Regions from separate parts of the Sus scrofa genome. Here regions 1 and 3 are each linked to region 2. Evidence: chromatin contacts called from public promoter capture Hi-C data. All regions are on one chromosome and are shown on one strand. Each heading gives the region's core, a stretch centred on a gene start, on an enhancer-like site or on the middle of the called end of the contact. The rest is flanking DNA. Distances are from core to core; before and after follow the strand shown.

Region 1 (2,700 bases), core at 88-2,587, 250 kb after region 2:
AATTCCTATTCTTCGAAACTAATCATGTTAACACTACAGGCCAAATATCTGCATGAGAAGAAACATTTTTCAGAAACCAGTTTTCATTCATTTCCTACACATATCTGGCCGCGGTTAACGCTCTCAAGAGGGGTGTCTGTGCGTGGCCCCGATGCTCCCTGTGCGGGTAAGGATGCAACGTGGACCAGCAATTCCGCGCCCCCCTGCAAGCGCTCTTTGCGTGGAGAAGGGATGGATCGTACCCTGGCTCAGCTCTTCGCTCGCCAGCAGCTCCAGCAGCTCGCCCCGGCGGCGCGCCGCCGGAGGAGGCCCCTCCCGCAATGCCCGGCTCTGCTTGCTGCGGGAGGGCAGTGGCAGACACCCGGTCTCCGCCGGGAGAAGATCTCGCCACCGCCGCCTAGGTCGGAGTTTCTCGCTCTGGGGCGCACACACCCCCCTTGCGAGAGCACACTCTCGCAGGCCGGGCAGCCCTTGAAACCCGCGGCGCCCGCAACAGGTACGCGGCGGTAGAGGAAACTTACAGCAGTGGCGACCGGCCACAGCACACAACCAGCTGGGTTCTTGCCTCGGTCACAGGGCGGGGAGGCGAGGAAGCAGCGATCTCAACCCCAGGGAGCAACAGCGACTGCCGGGGCGAAAGGAGTGCGCATGGGGCTCTGGTTCGCGGGCTGGTTACCGCGGGCAGATCGCCGCGGCCTCAAGATCCCCACACCGCGGACTCTGCGCCCGCCACCCGCGGAGCGGCTCTCTGAGTGCTCTCGGGAGGGGAGAGTGGCCCGCGGCTGCAGGCACCGCGGAAGGAGGCGGGCTGTGCACTCGGGGGAGGGAGCTGGAAAGCGCCGTGCGCGCCGCGGCTGCTTGGCGTCTCGACCCGGTCTCAGCAGCGCCACTGCCGAGCCGCCTTCTCTCCAGCTGCCGGAGCAGTCGGCGCCCAGCGGCCCAGAGCCCAGCTATAAGCGGCGCGGAGGGGAGGGAGGGGCGGGGAGAGATCGCGTAGGCAAAGAGTGACACCAGGGGAGGGAGGGATGAAGGGAGGGAGGGAAGCGCGTGAATACTGCCGGCGGAGAAGGAAGAGGAGGAGGAGGAGGTGGAGGAGGAAAAGAAGAGCCGGAGGAGAGCTTGTCGGGGGAGTTAATCGAGAGAGGAAACGGGGGAGGGGGATGCGGCAAGGGGAGAGAGACAAAGCGGACACAGAATCTCAGCCTTGAGCAGCTGCAGCCCTTGGGGACCGAGATTAAAACAAGTTTTCCCAGATCGGAGTGTCTGCGCCTCTGGCCCAGAGGGGTGCTGAGGGACCCAAGACCAGGGAGCGCAGCTCCGCGTTGTGAGGCCCACGCTGCGAGAGCCTGCGAGATGCTCGGGAAAGGGCGCCGAAGGGCGAGCTGGGTGTCCGCGGCACGCGTCCTAAGCGCGCAGAGCCCGCGTAGTGAATGGGACACCTGGAGGGAGGACAGTGGCTGGGTTAGGACACAATTTTGGATACTCTGGGGGACACTGCAGGTTGGACAAAGCCGGCCTGTAGGGTTTCTCTGTGGCTAGGGACCAGGAAGACTCGAGCCCCTGTCGTCTCCCCCCCACTTCCTCCCTCCCTCTCTCCCTACGCCCCCGCGGGTGCGGCTCCCGCCGCTGGACTCTGCCCCAGGCAGCAACAACCCGGCGCTGTCCGGTAGGCTACCACGTGCTTCGCAGCCAATCGTCGCGGCCGCTTGATTCAAAGCGAACTACTCCAAGGAGCGGCCACGCCGCCTTCTCTCCGTAGCGATAAAGCCTCAATCGCCCTCTCAGACAGGGTCCCTTCCTGTGTTTTATCGCTGATTAGTTCAGCAAAGAGATGGTTCAGCATACACGTTTGAAGAGCCGCATGCCACGAGAAAGAAGGCGATTAGAGAACTAATCTCAAACGGCCATCACTATTTATGAAACCCATTTTTGATCTTAGGACCAAGGGCTTGTCTTTCCCCTGGGAGCTGAAATGCTTGTTTTTCTTTTTACTAGGTATTTGGAGTAAAGTATATGAATGAACTGTAGAGATCACCGGTCAAGCCCCCTCGTTTTGCAGGTTAGCAAACTGAGGCCCAGGAAGATGTGACATATCCAGTTGGAGAGCCTCTTGCAGTGGCCCAGCCCTATGGCTAGAGTGGGGATCCACGATGGAATTTTCTCTCCCCACTCCCCCACTTCTCAGCTTTCTTTTAAATATCAGAAGCAGAAATGGTTTAAACAGTCTAAAGAGGCCCGCCTGGCACACCCTGAGTCTGAAGACTGCTGAAACCGAGACTCTGTCGGTCCTTTATTCTCATCCCACTTCAGGATCCCTCCCGAAAAATTGTGCTCCTTGCAAACAAAGAAAGACAGTGCCCTCTGAAGTCCTTTGTTAGCATTAACTCCTCAGCCTCACCACGAGCCTTTACAAATCTGTTTCATATTTTAATTTGTTATGCAGAGTCTCAGCTCAAGACTGCTTCACAAAGCCAGAGAGGCCAGATCAGTTCCCGGTCAGACCCACGCAAGGGTTCTGCCATCTGCGAGGTTGGACAGGGGGAGTCGGCAAGCATGCCCAGTTCTGAAGATACGGATAAAATCAGCAAAAACCAGACAGATAGAAACACCGCCGTAGACACCAGAGATGGGTGCTGAAAAGCCCGGAGGGAAAAACGTGTAGCTATTGCACATGTCTTTTAAAAACATGTTTCTAGAGCC
Region 2 (2,700 bases), core at 109-2,608:
GCAGAAGGGTGAAAAAATACACACCCTTCCTCTGATATAGCGTGACTGCTGTAGCATGAAATAGACGTTTATGGAAAGTAAATGGATCCAGTGTTTTGAGGACGCTAAATTCTTGCTTTGTCTTTTCTGCCTGGAGCAGAGCCTTCAGAAAGATGGTTCATGGTGTTCATATTCTCCCTCCTGGGTCATCTCATCTACAGAGGCCAATTTTCAAGCTGTTTCTGGAAGCCAGCCTTGGCTGATATTGTGATGCACACAATTTTATATTTTTTTTTAATTAGGAAGAATTCATAACCTTCCCTGAGGTTGGGAGGCAGAGAGGTGCATCAAAGGTAAAAATCACATCCTGCCTCCTCCAGTGTCCCCCGAGGCTGCAATTGGACATGGTCTCCTTCTTCAGTTCCCGCCCTAAACTGGTGTGCACGGTCGCTCTGTGTGTTAAACAGCTGCTGGGCCTTCTGCAGGCAACTGCTTCTCGAGACTGTGTGAAATGAGCCTGGCTCCTCTGGCACCTCAGCACCTCGGTTCTCGGGCTCATCCTATGCTCCAGTGTACAGGTAGAAATTACATGCTCGGAGCTCAGGATTCTCTTTCCACCGCTTCTTTTGTAAACACCAGAGAGCAGCATTTTATGGGGAAGTGCAGGTTCTCAGAGGCAGGGGTGGGAAGGGTAATGTAATCGGCTGAGTGACCTGAAATTTTGCCCCTGAACCAAAGAAAAGGAAGCACAGCAGGGAGCAGGGGAGACGCAAGGCAGTGCCAAGATGATGCTGAAAATGCAATGAAAAACCAACCACACAGGCGAGTGCATCTTCACTCTGGCTGCAGTTGACAGGGAGCCAAAATTAAAGGGTGGCATGCTGAAAGTAGGCGGCGGGGGGGAGCTTTTTGTTTGGTTTTATTCTGGAGAATCTACTTAAGCTGTTGGACGTTGTAATGTTAAATTGAGGAAGAAGGATTTTGTAAAAAGAGAAAGGAATCTGCTGGAAAAACAAAGAGAGGCAGGGATATACAGAGACAGAGATCCAAAGAGACACAGAACACAGAAAAACAGAGATGGAGAGAAAGGCTGGAAGCAGAGACAAAGACAGGAACTTTCCTTGGCATGGTTCATTTTTTCTAAGTTAGGATGTCGAAACAGAACTCTGCACCTCCCCAGATTAGCGGTGCGCTTAAACCCACTTAATTACTGTGATGGATTGCATACTTGCCACCAATAGCCTTGTTCCCACTCGCCCTGACGACTAATGGGTTGTAAATATGGCCCTTAAAAGGGAAGCAGGTTTGATGTGGCTGTCTGCTCACCTGTGTTAATGACACCCCAAGAGATGGATTAGCTGCTATCTGACTGTGAGTCACTACACTGACCTGGCCTGGCCCTGTCCAGCCAGACAGAGGGCACTGCCCCAACTGTATGCAAACCCAGGCTTTTATCATTCAAAGAAACGTGTCCAGCAGAGAGGAGAGCATTTCTAGCAGGAGCAGAGCTCTGCTTATGGTTTGGTGGGCAATTGAGTCCTAGGGGATGCTTCTAGGCCGTGAGCAGTTTCAGCTGGAAATAACCAAATAGCTTTCCAGGGAAAGCGGCTGAGGAGGAGGGGAATTAATGAGCTCCAAGCAGCACAAGGGTTCCAGCATAACTAACCAACTGACAGTCGCATGGATGGTACCGCAGGGCTGGGCAGGGCTGCCCAACCCAACCCAGAGCTTCCTCCCCAGCCACAATTAAAGTTTAATGCAGTGTCCAAAGGGCATTAGAAAAAAAAGCCCTGTGTGGTACAAGAGAGAAAACTCAATGAACTTCACAGAGAAAAGGTCACGGCGCAGACGCTCCTTCCTACACAGTTGGCCGAGTGGGTAGATTTTGAGGGGTGACCATTAGATCATCTGACCTAGACTGAAGGAAGTCTGAGTCTGGGCCATTTGGGAGGAAAATTGATGGAAATATCTGCCTGATGCCTGGAGAAGCCATTTGTTTTGATTACAGCTGCTGCTATTTTCCTTAAGGTCTGAGCCCACAGGACTGTGAAAAACCAGTGCTCTGAACCAGAGAAAGTTTTCTCTGCCAGCAACTGGGAAGGCTTGAGCTTTGGGCCCCCACCTGCCATGGGGGGCACTGAGCATTCAGGCAAAGGAGAACTACAGTCACTGTCCCATCTCAGGTCTTTAACTTCTAGAGCAGATCATTGTAATAGTACCTCCTCTTTTACACAAAATTATTTTCATCAAAATCTTGAAATGCAATTAAAAAAAAAAAAACTTGGCCAAGAAGAGGCAGGGACATGTTCACAGGCAGTGAAAAATCTCTTTTCTTATACTCTGTATACATAATCTTGTAAATAAAGAAGAAAAAAAGGTTTATTTTATGTATATAAAAGGAAAAACCACCATTTATCTAAAAGTTTCATATCCTTCTTATAGTTTAGACTCTGATCCTTTCTTCATAATATACTGACCATCTTACTTGATGTAAAGAATTATCTAGTAACTTGTTCTTTTTTTTTTTTTTTTAAGGGCTGCAACCACAGCACATGGAAGTCCTCAGGCTAGGGATCAAATCAGAGCTGTACCCCCGGCCTACACCACAGCTCACAGCAGCAACACTGGACCCTTAACCCACTGAGTGAGGCCAGGGATCGAACCTGCAACCTCATGGCTCCTAGTTGGATTTGTTTCCGCTGCACCACAACGGGAACTCCA
Region 3 (2,700 bases), core at 43-2,542, 130 kb after region 2:
ATTTAGAGGACAGTTTACAGAGAGATTCAGTAAATATTTGTGAGGAACCATTAACATTGAGTAAACAATTCAACGCAGTCAAAGAAAAATGTATTGAACTAATTGTAAAAGAAACTCTTGATAAGTACTGAAAATGAATTACTTCGAGATGAAAACAGCCCAAAAAGACTCACAGAAGAATACTACCAGCCACGTTTTCTAAGCATTCTTGGTTATACTATACACAGTTTAGCATCCTGGTCTGTATTTATAAGAAGCACATGTTCAAAAAAAAAAAAAAAAGGCGCTGCTATTTTCACTTGGGGATTATTTCACAGGGAATTCAGTGAGCCAGCCTTTTCTTAGCATTTTTCCTGTTTTAGTCCCCAATAGAAATGGGATTTGACTGTGTGCCCTGCAAGCTGATAACACACGGCTTGCCAAGGTTTGGCACTGTAGTTGCACAGATGAGGTGGGAGGAGGAAAAAGAGAGGAGGAAGCTGGGAGATTTCTTGTCACCTCTAAACAGCAGATAAAGCCGGCCAGGGGACAGGAAATATCTTGGAGGGCTTCCTGGCTCAATTAAAATCCAACCCTGATGAAATATTTTGTTTGAAGAGAAAAATAGCATCTCTCAAGTGAAAACCGTTCAGGACAGCTGCTACAGGCGGGAAGCAGGTGGCCGCGACTACCCCGAGGGCTTCAGAAAGATGAATATTTCAACCTCTCGCATTTCACTCACGTTCAGGGCAGCGTCCTCACACCTGGAGGAAGACAGGGCAGGAAATTCACAAGCCACAAGGCGGGGACTGCCTTCTAATTTGGTCAGAGTAGGGTCTGTTTGTCTGAATCCCCATCCCAGCCCCTCTCTGTTTGCTGTGAGCTCACAGAGACACTGCTTTCGAGTTTCAAAGCCGGCTCCTTCCTCCCCGCATTGCAGAGACATAACATGTCATCAGAACCCAGGGTTTGCCAGAGCCGTGATTTGTTTGTCTAGACTGGCCATTGAACTCTGTTTATTACTAAACATCATGTGGAATGGGCAGCAAATCAAAGAGGTTTCTGGGAACCTGCAAGGCCTGTCAGCCTGAGCACAGCCACAGCTGCATGGGGACCTTCTTCCTTCTCAGTTTGCATAGCCTGGAGGGGTCTACCTTTCCCAGGACCTGGAGGCTGACCACTAGACTACCCTTTCATCTTTTTCCAACACAGGACATGACCCCGGGTCATTGGGAACACCCAGAGCCCCTCCCCACCACTGCTGGAGCAGCAGCCTTTAAGAGCTAGCTATATTCTGGGCTGCAGCATGGAGGGAACATGAACAATGACTAATGATTAACATTTGAAAATGGAACAGTGAAAATGGGAAAGCCTACCAATCAGAGCAAAACAGCCTGCCAAAAGAGCAGAGAACCAAAACAACAGGAATAACAACCCAAAATGCGTAGAAATAATATCCTTTTTTCAAGATGCAAATGTGGCATTTATAAGTTTGGTTTTAGAAAGACAAATAATTGGCAGACTCACAATTATCACTTTTACGGATAATTGTTGCCTAATTTTTAATGAATATGCAAGTTCTCTAAAAGATTTGATCTGGAAGATAAAATGAATTGGAGACTCATGCTTTCTTTAGAAAATAATGTGCAACTTGATTCTTGCAAAGAAAAAAACACCTCTTGGGACTGTAAACTGGTATAGCCACTATGGAAAACAGTATTGCAATTTCTCAAAAAACTGAAAATAGAGTTACCATATGATCCAGCAATTCCACCCCTGGGTACATATCCAGAAAAAAAAGAAGAAAAAAAAAAACCACCAATTTGAAAAGACATATTCACCCCAAAGTTCACAGCAGCACTATTCACAAGAGCCAAGACATGGAAACAACATAAATGTCCATCAACAGATGAATGGATAAAGCAGCTGTGGTACACATACACAATGGAATACTACTCAGCCATGAAAAGAATGAAATAAGGCCATTTGCAGCAACATGGATGGCCTGAGAGAGTATCATACTAAGTGAAGTAAGTCAGAGAAAGGCAAATATCATATGATGTCACTTATGTTTGGAATCTCAAATTTGATACAAATTATCTTATTTGCAAAATAGAAACAGATTTAACAGACATCAGAAAACAAACATGGTTATCAAAGGGGACCAGGGGAAGGGGGGTGAAAATTAGGAGTCTAGGATCAGCAGATACAAACTACTATGTATAAAATAAATAGGAGTTCTTTGGTGGCTCAGCAAGTTAAAGATCCAGTACTGTCGCTACAGCAGTTCAGGTCGCTGTGGCATCGGTTTGATCCCTGGCCTGGGAACATCCACATGCCATGGTGTGGCAAAAAAATAAAAGAGATAAACAACAAAGTCCTACTGCGAAGCACAGGGAACTGAATTCAATATCTTGTAATAACCGGAGTTCCCGTCGTGGCGCAGTGGTTAACGAATCCGACTAGGAACCATGAGGTTGCAGGTTCGATCCCTGCCCTTGCTCAGTGGGTTAACAATCTGGCGTTGCCGTGAGCTGTGGTGTAGGTTGCAGACGCGGCTCGGATCCCGCGTTGCTGTGGCTTTGGCGTAGGCCGGTGGCTACAGCTCCGATTCAACCCCTAGCCTGGGAACCTCCATATGCCACGGGAGCAGCCCAAGAAATAGCAACAACAACAACAACAAAAGACAAAAAGACAAAAAAAAAAAAAATCTTGTAATAA

Evidence for each region. Promoter capture Hi-C pulls out the DNA fragments that hold promoters and counts their contacts.
Region 1: a promoter capture Hi-C map of liver shows a contact between it and region 2, with 10 times the contacts expected there. The contact joins the promoter of ENC1 here to the enhancer-like site in region 2. A contact is called at or near these places in 2 of 5 promoter capture datasets (fetal liver and liver), 7 of 47 Hi-C or Micro-C datasets (brain, embryonic fibroblasts, liver and 4 more) and 1 of 2 datasets of contacts at active chromatin or transcription factors (skeletal muscle).
Region 3: a contact with region 2 is called in a promoter capture Hi-C map of liver, with 4 times the contacts expected there. The contact joins two enhancer-like sites. A contact is called at or near these places in 1 of 5 promoter capture datasets (liver) and 1 of 47 Hi-C or Micro-C datasets (embryonic fibroblasts).

The regions. Positions count from the first base shown.
Region 1 is chr2:83,690,475-83,693,174 of Sscrofa11.1, forward strand. ENC1 (ectoderm-neural cortex protein 1) reads right to left here and starts at 1,338. Exons shown (of 3, transcript XM_003123701.5): 1 at 522-1,338.
Region 2 is chr2:83,443,648-83,446,347 of Sscrofa11.1, forward strand. It overlaps LOC102165717 (a long non-coding RNA gene), which reads right to left. Exons shown (of 5, transcript XR_002341748.1): 5 at 2,663-2,700. Among named protein-coding and RNA genes, the nearest start is that of TRNAR-UCG, 190 kb to the left of the region's middle. Within about 2 kb of position 1,359, at least 14 of the 83 cell types and tissues checked have an H3K27ac peak or open chromatin away from gene starts, as enhancers often do. A contact at or near this core is called in liver, where this site is marked.
Region 3 is chr2:83,572,574-83,575,273 of Sscrofa11.1, forward strand. No RefSeq gene overlaps it. Among named protein-coding and RNA genes, the nearest start is that of ENC1, 120 kb to the right of the region's middle. Within about 2 kb of position 1,293, at least 20 of the 83 cell types and tissues checked have an H3K27ac peak or open chromatin away from gene starts, as enhancers often do. A contact at or near this core is called in liver, where this site is marked.